2 separate regions of the Sus scrofa genome follow, and region 1 is linked to region 2. Evidence: chromatin contacts called from public HiChIP or PLAC-seq data. All regions are on one chromosome and are shown on one strand. Each heading gives the region's core, a stretch centred on a gene start, on an enhancer-like site or on the middle of the called end of the contact. The rest is flanking DNA. Distances are from core to core; before and after follow the strand shown. Region 1 holds the start of IRF1 (interferon regulatory factor 1). Region 2 holds the start of PDLIM4 (PDZ and LIM domain 4).

What was found. HiChIP or PLAC-seq counts read pairs in DNA pulled down with a chosen protein or histone mark.
Region 1: an H3K27ac HiChIP or PLAC-seq map of skeletal muscle shows a contact between it and region 2, with 2.8 times the contacts expected there. The contact joins the promoter of IRF1 here to the promoter of PDLIM4 in region 2. A contact is called at or near these places in 4 of 47 Hi-C or Micro-C datasets (embryonic fibroblasts, fibroblasts, mesenteric adipose tissue and 1 more) and 2 of 2 datasets of contacts at active chromatin or transcription factors (alveolar macrophages and skeletal muscle).

Annotation. Positions count from the first base shown.
Region 1 is chr2:134,781,079-134,785,112 of Sscrofa11.1, forward strand. It overlaps IRF1 (interferon regulatory factor 1), which reads right to left and starts at 2,568. Exons shown (of 10, transcript NM_001097413.1): 1 at 2,340-2,568; 2 at 1,132-1,223. The coding sequence starts at 1,218. The region is part of intron 11 of SLC22A5 (solute carrier family 22 member 5); the gene reads left to right.
Region 2 is chr2:134,553,919-134,557,917 of Sscrofa11.1, forward strand. PDLIM4 (PDZ and LIM domain 4) reads left to right here and starts at 2,045. Exons shown (of 7, transcript NM_001285969.1): 1 at 2,045-2,174. The coding sequence starts at 2,082. All of the region lies in intron 3 of P4HA2 (prolyl 4-hydroxylase subunit alpha-2), which reads right to left.

The DNA.
Region 1 (4,034 bases), core at 1,318-3,817, 230 kb after region 2:
CTACAAAGGGGGTCCTGGCCATATACCTGTGGGGGCCCAGGGCCATACTTGGATAATGACCACCTGTGTGTACCTGGCATTGCCCCTGTACCTCTTTGTCCCTCATTGTTTCCTCCTCTGTGAAATGAAGGAAACACAGAAACAAATATAAAGGCTAAGCTCTCAGGTTTCATTACAGTATACATTTTGAGTCCAACTGCTCAGGTTCAAATCTTGGCTTCATTGCTTTTTGTGTGATCTCATTATCTACTCTCAGTGCCTCAGGTTCCTTACCTGAAAATGAAGATTAATAGGATCTACCTCATAGGACTATTTTGAGGATTAAATGACACAATGTGTCACACTTAGCATGGTGCCATGCCCGCTTCTAGTAAGCATATAGTAAGCATTAGCTATTATTATGAATACTACTTTTTTTTGGGGGGGCGCACCCACAGCATGTGGAGGTACCCAGGCTAGGGTCTAATCGGAGCTGTAGCCGCCGGCCTACGCCAGAGCCACAGCAACTCGGGATCCGAGCCACGTCTGCAACCTACACCACAGCTCATGGCAACGCCAGATCCTTAACCCACTGGGCAAGGCCAGGGATCGAACTCACAACCTCAAAGTTCCTAGTCGGATTTGTTTCTTGCACCATAGGAACTCTTATGAATACTATTATTACTGCTAAGTGTGCAGGGTCTATGCTGCCCCGTGAGCACCAGCAAGAGGCCCCCTGGGCCTGGACGACTAATGCAAAGTTCATTCTTGTGTCCCCTGCTAAGCCAGCTACCTTCCCCTGCCAGCAGTGCCCACTCTTCTGTCTCTTATCTGACTGACTGGAGCCCTGCAGGATGCTGTGTGTACCTGTAGGTATTTCCCTCAGGAGAGACCAGAACTATGGCTCTGCAGATGCTGGGAGTATCCTGCTACTGGAAACCTGTCAGTGCCCTCAGATGGGTGACCTGTCCATACCTCAAGAAGGGAGGCAAGCAGAAGTCAGCCGGTGGGGCCCTGGTGCATGCAGGGCCCACTGAGAAACACATCTGCCTACTTCCCAGTACTTCCCTTTTTGAGCTGCATCGGAAGCTTTGGTCCCCCAAAGGACATAGGTTAAAACAGTGGCAGAAAAACCCAAAAAGTAACACTCACTTTATTAATCCAGATCAGCCCTGGGATTTGGTTGGAATTAATTTGCATCTCTAGCCAGGGTCTCATGCGCATCCGAGTGATGGGCATGTTGGCTGTAAAGAGAAGACAGAAGGCTCCTGTTTGGACTGTCGAGAAGCCCCTGGACATTACCCTACCCCACCCCAGGTCATTCATTTACCCTCCCTTGCCCTCTGCCAGGTACCAAGTACTACAATTGTAGTACTACAGCTGGGAAGAGGGCTTTCTCTGGAATAAAACCACCCTCCGAATCTTGTTATCACCTTGAGCAAAACATTTTTTCTTCACTCCCTCCCTCCTAGACAGTCTTGGGAAGAGAGAGGCATGCAAGTGATGGTTCAGGATATATGTGTAGGAAGAGACAAAAACAAGCAAAAAAAAAAAAACAAAAAACAAAACAGAAACCAGGTATCTAAATTCCAGAACTTTTCTCTCAAAATTCAAATCCTTTGGGAAGCTAGGGCCTTCTTTTGCTTAATGCCAGAAATTTCCATACTTGAGTTGTTGCCACTAGCTGTCCACTTTCCCTTAGGGACAAGGAGGCACCCTGCATTCTGGACCACCACCCCCTCCCGCCCAGCCTCCCCCCCCCATCTATTCTATTCTACACCTCCCTAACAGCCACAGTGCAAAGGCCAGGACGCTAACCATTCCCGCCAGACTCCCCTCCTCGGGCTTAGTGGCCCAAGGAACACCTGTGGCGCCTCCTCCCGGGGCCCGGGGAGATCCTCCAGCCACCCTGGTCAGCAAGCCCCAGACCCCGCCACCTGCATAGACCGCCTGAAACCTGGGGCCTGTGCGCGAGCTGGGGCCACAGATAGCTGACGCCAGGAGCACAGGGCGCCCACGCGCCGACGTACACTCGAGTCCCGTGGATGCGCGCAACCAACACACAAGGGCCACCCAGAGGCCGCCCGCGGCTTCGCGCACACAGATCTGCGACAGCGGCCGGGCGCCGGCAACCTTGGCCGGGTAGGCGGTCCATGCAGCGGTCCGCCTCCCCTCCCGCCTGCCCCCACCCGGCGCAGCCGCTCGCCGCTCCTCCAGCGCCCTCCTGAGCCCGCGCCGGGACCCAGGCAACGCCGCGCGCCCGCCACTCTCCCGGCTAGGGTTTTCGGTCCCTACTTCCTTGTGCCCTGCGCGCCTTTGTTCGACGCCACCGATGCCTCCCGCGGAGAAGGTGTGCTCACCTCGGCAGCAAGCGCTATCCGGCAGTGGTGCCCGAGGGTCCCGGCGCTGCAAGGGCTGCTGTGTGGGCGCGAGGAGCGCGATTCCCGGTGGGAGCGAAGAGAAGGCAGAGGATGCCCGGGCCGCGGAGCCGCTGGGCACGGCTGGCCTTGGCTTGGCACGGCTCCCGTTGGCCTCTGCTCGGCCGGGCTCGAGCGCACGTCCTGCCTGGACGAAGGAGTGGCGCGCACTGCCTGAACCGCGACGCGGGCGAGAAATCTAAACACTTAGCGGGATTCCCCCAGCCCAGGCCCGGCCCCGCCTCCTAAAGAGCCGCGAGGGCGCCCATTGGCCGGCGCCGCCTCATCATTTCGGGGAAATCAGGCTGTTGTAGAGCTAGCGGCGAAGGGGAAGTACAGGGCGGCTGCCCCTCCCCACCCCCTCCGGCCTGGCGCCGCCGCCCCGGGGCGACCGCGGGCCCGCCCCGCCGGCTCCCACTCCACCCCCACAGCAGCTCGCCCCGGAGAAAGGCTGTCCTGGAAAGCCAAACGCCCCCGGCCCGCAGTTACTCCTGTCACTCAGCACTCCCCAACCTGCTAGCTGCCATGGCCATCTCTTCGTCTTCCTTTATGGAGGGTAGGGACAGCAGTCTCCCCAGGCCCGGTGAGGGGGTCACCTGGGCACCTGCCTCCTCCTTAAGAGTGGAGGCCAGGACTGAATCTCCAAAACCAACCTGCTTCCTCAAGTCCGGAAATGGGGTGTCAAGAGGGAGGGTTTTGGCTCTCAAAAGGTCGCCTTTTTGAGGAGTGACCTACCTCCAGGTCACTCACCTGCCCTGGGGAAGTAAAGGAAAGCATACCCTGTTTGGGACTGCCTGGACAGGTTGGCCCCTGCTGGTGCAGCCTGCCAAGGGACTCGTGGGTATCTCAGTTTCCAGTAACAATAACCGTATCTTGCTGGCTTTACAGTGACAAAAAGGGCTGATGTCTATAAAGCGCCATGCCCTACTTGGGCTACAGATGATGCATGATTTGCAAGGTCCCTGTCCAGAGTCTAATAGTGATCAGGGAGGGATCTCTTCCACTTCTCTGTCTACTTCCTTGGGACTGCCCCACGACTGGCCTTAGGGAAAGGAAGAAGGGTTTCAGAAAACCCAGGACTGCTGAATTGGGGTAGGGGTGGGGTAGCCTTGGTTCCTCCTAGCCCTCTTCCTTTAGGCCACATCCACAGACTCACGTGGCACTTGCATCGGAGCCCCACTGTGGAAGCATTGGTGTAGTCTCTGGGCCCTCAATGCTTAGTCCAGAGGGTTTCTGGGCAACATGAGGGAATTGCTTAGGGCTGAGCAAGGCTGTGGGTCTAGCGGAAGGGTTGGAAAGTCCAGGTCCTAAGCTTCTTGGGAATGGCAGCTCTTTAACTCTTGTGCTTACAACTAGACCTTGCCCTGCTTGTGCTCCTAGTGACTGGACTATGTTCATTTTTCTATCCAGAACTCTGGCCTAGCAGGCTGCTTCCTTCACCTCCCCAAAGCTGCTGACTCAGAAGTAAATCACTCTTCCAGGCCAGGCTGGTGGTATCACTCCTGTCACCCAAGCTCGCCCTCTGTAGCAGCCCCCAATTTCAATGTTACAAGCTATAAATAGACACTTTGATGCAGCATTCCACCTGTCAGTCACACTACAGCTCCCTCCCACGGAAGAAATGGATGGGTTAATCCA
Region 2 (3,999 bases), core at 795-3,294:
GCCAGAAACTGCTCAATGAAAGGAGAATGTTTACACTCTGGATTCTAGAAGAGCCACTCCCTACCACACCCCTGTCTTCAACCCTGTGAGAGAAGCATTCAGAGATGCATTACCCAGCCCAGATGCTGAAGGGCTAGGAAAGTCATAATCAAGAGGACCACTTCCGGAAGGGGGTGATAGGTTCCCCCCACATGGAAGCAAACAGGAAGGCAATGAACGGGTTTCCGGTGGTGGGGGGACATTGGCGAGGGTGGCGGTCCCTGGGGGTGTGTAAGCTGGGAGAAGGAAGCCATGTCTAAGGACGACTTTCAGGAATCCACTCTGGGATGTCTCGGGTAAGAACTTTCACAGATTCTGGAGCCCCCCCACCCCCACCCCCCAGCAAAGCTCTGCACCATTTATATTCACTATGGCTCTTGGGATCCTGATGAGGCTTGTAAGCACCCAGCCATGCGATGCAGCTAATCCTAGACAGTTAGTGACAGTGACAGTTGACCCCAATCTCCACATCCTTCAGTGGGGTCCAAGTCCTGGGGAGCCTCCGTCCTAAGGGTTCCTGAGGGACCATCCAGCGGCCAACTCTTTTGCCAGCCTTTCCCTTTGGTCCATGTTGGGTCCAAGACTGGACGGAGCTGAGCAGAAACCTCCCTCCCGAATTGAAAGCCCAGTGGCTGACATCCCCTGGATACACACATCCCCTCACGTACACACCCTCCCACACACACACCGCTTGTGTTTCTCTGCCAGCAGAACAGACAGCAGCACCCTCTCTCCCAGAGAGGCATTCCTGGTCCACTCTGAAGGGTACACCTGCTTCTGCGGACCACCCCAAGTTCGTGCCTCTGAAGCGCCCTCCTTCTTGAGGTATTACAGATCCCACAGACACATCTAACCCCATAACCTGTTAGCCTCCCAAGGCTCCTTAACAGAACTTGGACAAGAAGGCACACAGGGTTGTCAAAACTGGTTAAATTAGGGGTGTCCTCAAAGTCTGTAACAGCAAAGAGCGATGCTTTGATGTGTAGCCAGACCCACGTGTCCAGGAGAGCCAGAGAGTGATAGGTGTGGCCCTGGCCAAGCCATGTCACCTGCAATGGTTGTTCAAGGAGATCCCTGGAGGGCAATGGTTGAGAGCAGAGAGAAGACTAGAGAGGGCCCAAGTGAAGGGCTGTCCAAGACCCCACTTCCCCCAGACACTTCACACCCTCCAACGTGGCAAAGCCACCACGCCAGCTACCCTCGCTGCTCCTCTTTCAGGTAGCAGGGGAAACAAAGCTCCCCGCAAAGGAGGAGGGAAGGGGACCATGCACACAGGGAGAAGGCTTGGAAGGAGGGGGCAGCGGGAGAAGGAATGAGTGTCCTGGGGAAGCAGTGACACCTGGAAAGATAAGACAGGGCATTTTGCTTCTAAATTCAAGTCTGGGGTCACGACCTCGTTCAGACAGCCTTCCTGACCTCCCCAAATGAGCCTGGGTACATTTGTGTTCCCACTCCGATACTTGGCGCTACCCTCTGTCATCCTGGATCTGCGACCCTGGCCCAGGCCTGCTCCGGATTCCCATCAGCGCTCGCTGTTCGGAGGTCTCTGCGCACTACCGACGGGTGGGGCCGCAGGTTGGCCTGCCAGGGCCTTGAGGAGGTTTCTGAGCAAGGCGCGGCCCCATCCCCCATCTGGGCTGCCCTTGCTCCCCCATCGTTCCCGGGCTGGGGCGCCGCCCCGTAGAAGCAGCTTCAAAAGGCCAGGCCTGAGCTTCCGCAGCCGGGCTCGGGTCTGCGGGGCCGCACAGTGGAGGCCTGGGCAAGATTTCGAACGTCGGGGCCGCCCCAGACCTGGGGTCTCCGAAAATCTGGTGGGTGTGCAGGGCTAAGGGGCGGGTCCTCAGAGCCCCCCGAAGTGGGAGGGTCGGGTCGGCCGCAGGGCCAATCCGGGCGCGCGGGGAGCGGGGGCGGGGGCCGGGCGGAGGGGGGTACGGGGGCGGGCGGGCCGGGGGCGGGGCGCGGCGTCCAGGCGGCGGCGGCGGCGGCAACCGCGGCGGCTCCTCAGTGTCCGGCTCTAGCTCCGGCTGCAGCTCCGGCTCGCGATGCCCCACTCCGTGACCCTGCGCGGCCCTTCGCCCTGGGGCTTCCGCCTGGTGGGCGGCCGGGACTTCAGCGTACCCCTCACCATCTCGCGGGTGAGTCCAGCGACCCCTGGGCGGCGGGGAGGTCCTGGATCTTACACTCAGCCCTTGCAGTCTACCCGAGACTCGGATCCCCGACGTCCCGGAGGCTCAAAGGCCAAGGGTTGGCCTGGGTAACCCACAGGCTGCAAGAGGAGGCTTCTCGGCTGGGCAGCGCAGCCCCAACCCCCTCCCCCTCCTGCTGGGCCTGCCTGCCCTATCGCTTGGAGGATCCCCCCAAGGGTTCCCTCACCAGCCTGCCTGCTGGCCTCATTTTGGGGGGACTAACTTCAGGCCAGGAAAGGACCGCAGTCACGGGGCAGGGGTCTGGACAGATCCACACAGGCCTAGAAGTGCTGCTTAGACTGAACCCAGCCTGACAATCTGGGCCAGAATGACTGAGAGACCCCTTCCCCTGTCAAGGATCCCTGTCAGCAAAGTTGGGTGATCCCAGAGGGTCTGGGGTCCTCTCTGAAACGGAAGAAAGAAAGATCCATCCACTCTCCTGCTCTGGTTTTAGTCAGTCTCTAATCCGTGACCTCAGTTGTCCTAAGGGGAAACCACCAGGAGGGATTTTTGGCTTCCAGGGGAAGGAGAGCCTTGATTGTGCAGTTGGGAGACCACCCACCCCACACACCAGACACCCAAGGCCAGGGGCCAGGATAAGCTCAGCCCAGTTCAAGGTTCCACGACGCTCGGTGGCAGACTTAGGACAGAGGAAGAGGAGGAGGTATAGCGGTGGGCGGTGGCTAATCTGAGGAGGACAGGGGAGCAGAGGAGAGGACTCCCTCCCTGTTAGAGGGGTGTCCAGTCTGGGAAAGACAGGATCCTGGTCCAGCCTTGGGGTCCCATATTTGAAGGGCTAGAAGAGGGGACTTGGACTCTGTCCTTGGGGGTCCCAGCCTAGGGGACAGAAGAGGAGAGAACTCAGGCCTGCCACTGGGGACTCCCAGTCTGCAAGGAAGAGAGGAGGGGGACCTGGAGCCATCCCTTGACCGCACACGGGCTGCTCTGGTCTTTGGGGCCCCGTGTCAGGGAACAGAGAACACCTTCCCTGCCCTTCCGCCACCTCTCGCCCTGGGGGCTGGGCCAAGGTGGCTGGGCTTTCGGAGACTGCTTTCCAGTTCTTAGGAGGGGGTGGGCACCCGATGGTGCATGGAATCATGGAATCTCATTTCTGGGGGCCCTGGTGACAGGCAGGCCCAGCTGTCCTGGGAGGATTCACACATCTGCCCTCAGCCCCGCAGCCAGCAGGTCCCTGGAGCTGAGCGAGGTGGGCCTTCAACACATCTGGGAGCCTTTCATCTCCCATTTCCCTGAGGGAGCCCTGCTGGGGTGCGTGTGTGTGAGAGAGAGAGAGACAGAGCACATCTGTGTCTGTGTGGGTCATGCTGTGTGTCCACCGAGGTAGGCTAGTGGGGGTGTTAGGCCAGCCGGCAGGCCAGGCACCCCGGGCGTGAGGCCGCTGACAGGCTCAGTGGCGGCGGCTGACGGCCGCAGGCGGCAGGGAGCAAAGACATCTGTTGCCCACGCGGCTGCCTGCCTGCTGAGGAAAGGCCTCCACACGTCACAGAGGCAGTGGCGGCGGCGGCGGCCTTGTTTGGAGCTGATTGGGATGCAGGCCCCTGGCAGGCAGGCAGGCTGGGAAAGGGTTTGCCAGGAAGAACCCCTCCTTGTCCCCCAAAGTCACGCAGCAGCAGCTCAGGCCCGAGGAGCCAGGATGGCTGAGTCTGGGTTGGGGTGGGATCTGAAGGAGATTTATGGGGCTGGAAAGGCACAGGCCACAGCTTGCCCAGCAGGTACCTCCGGGGCAGGTCTACAGACACTGAGGATACGTGGG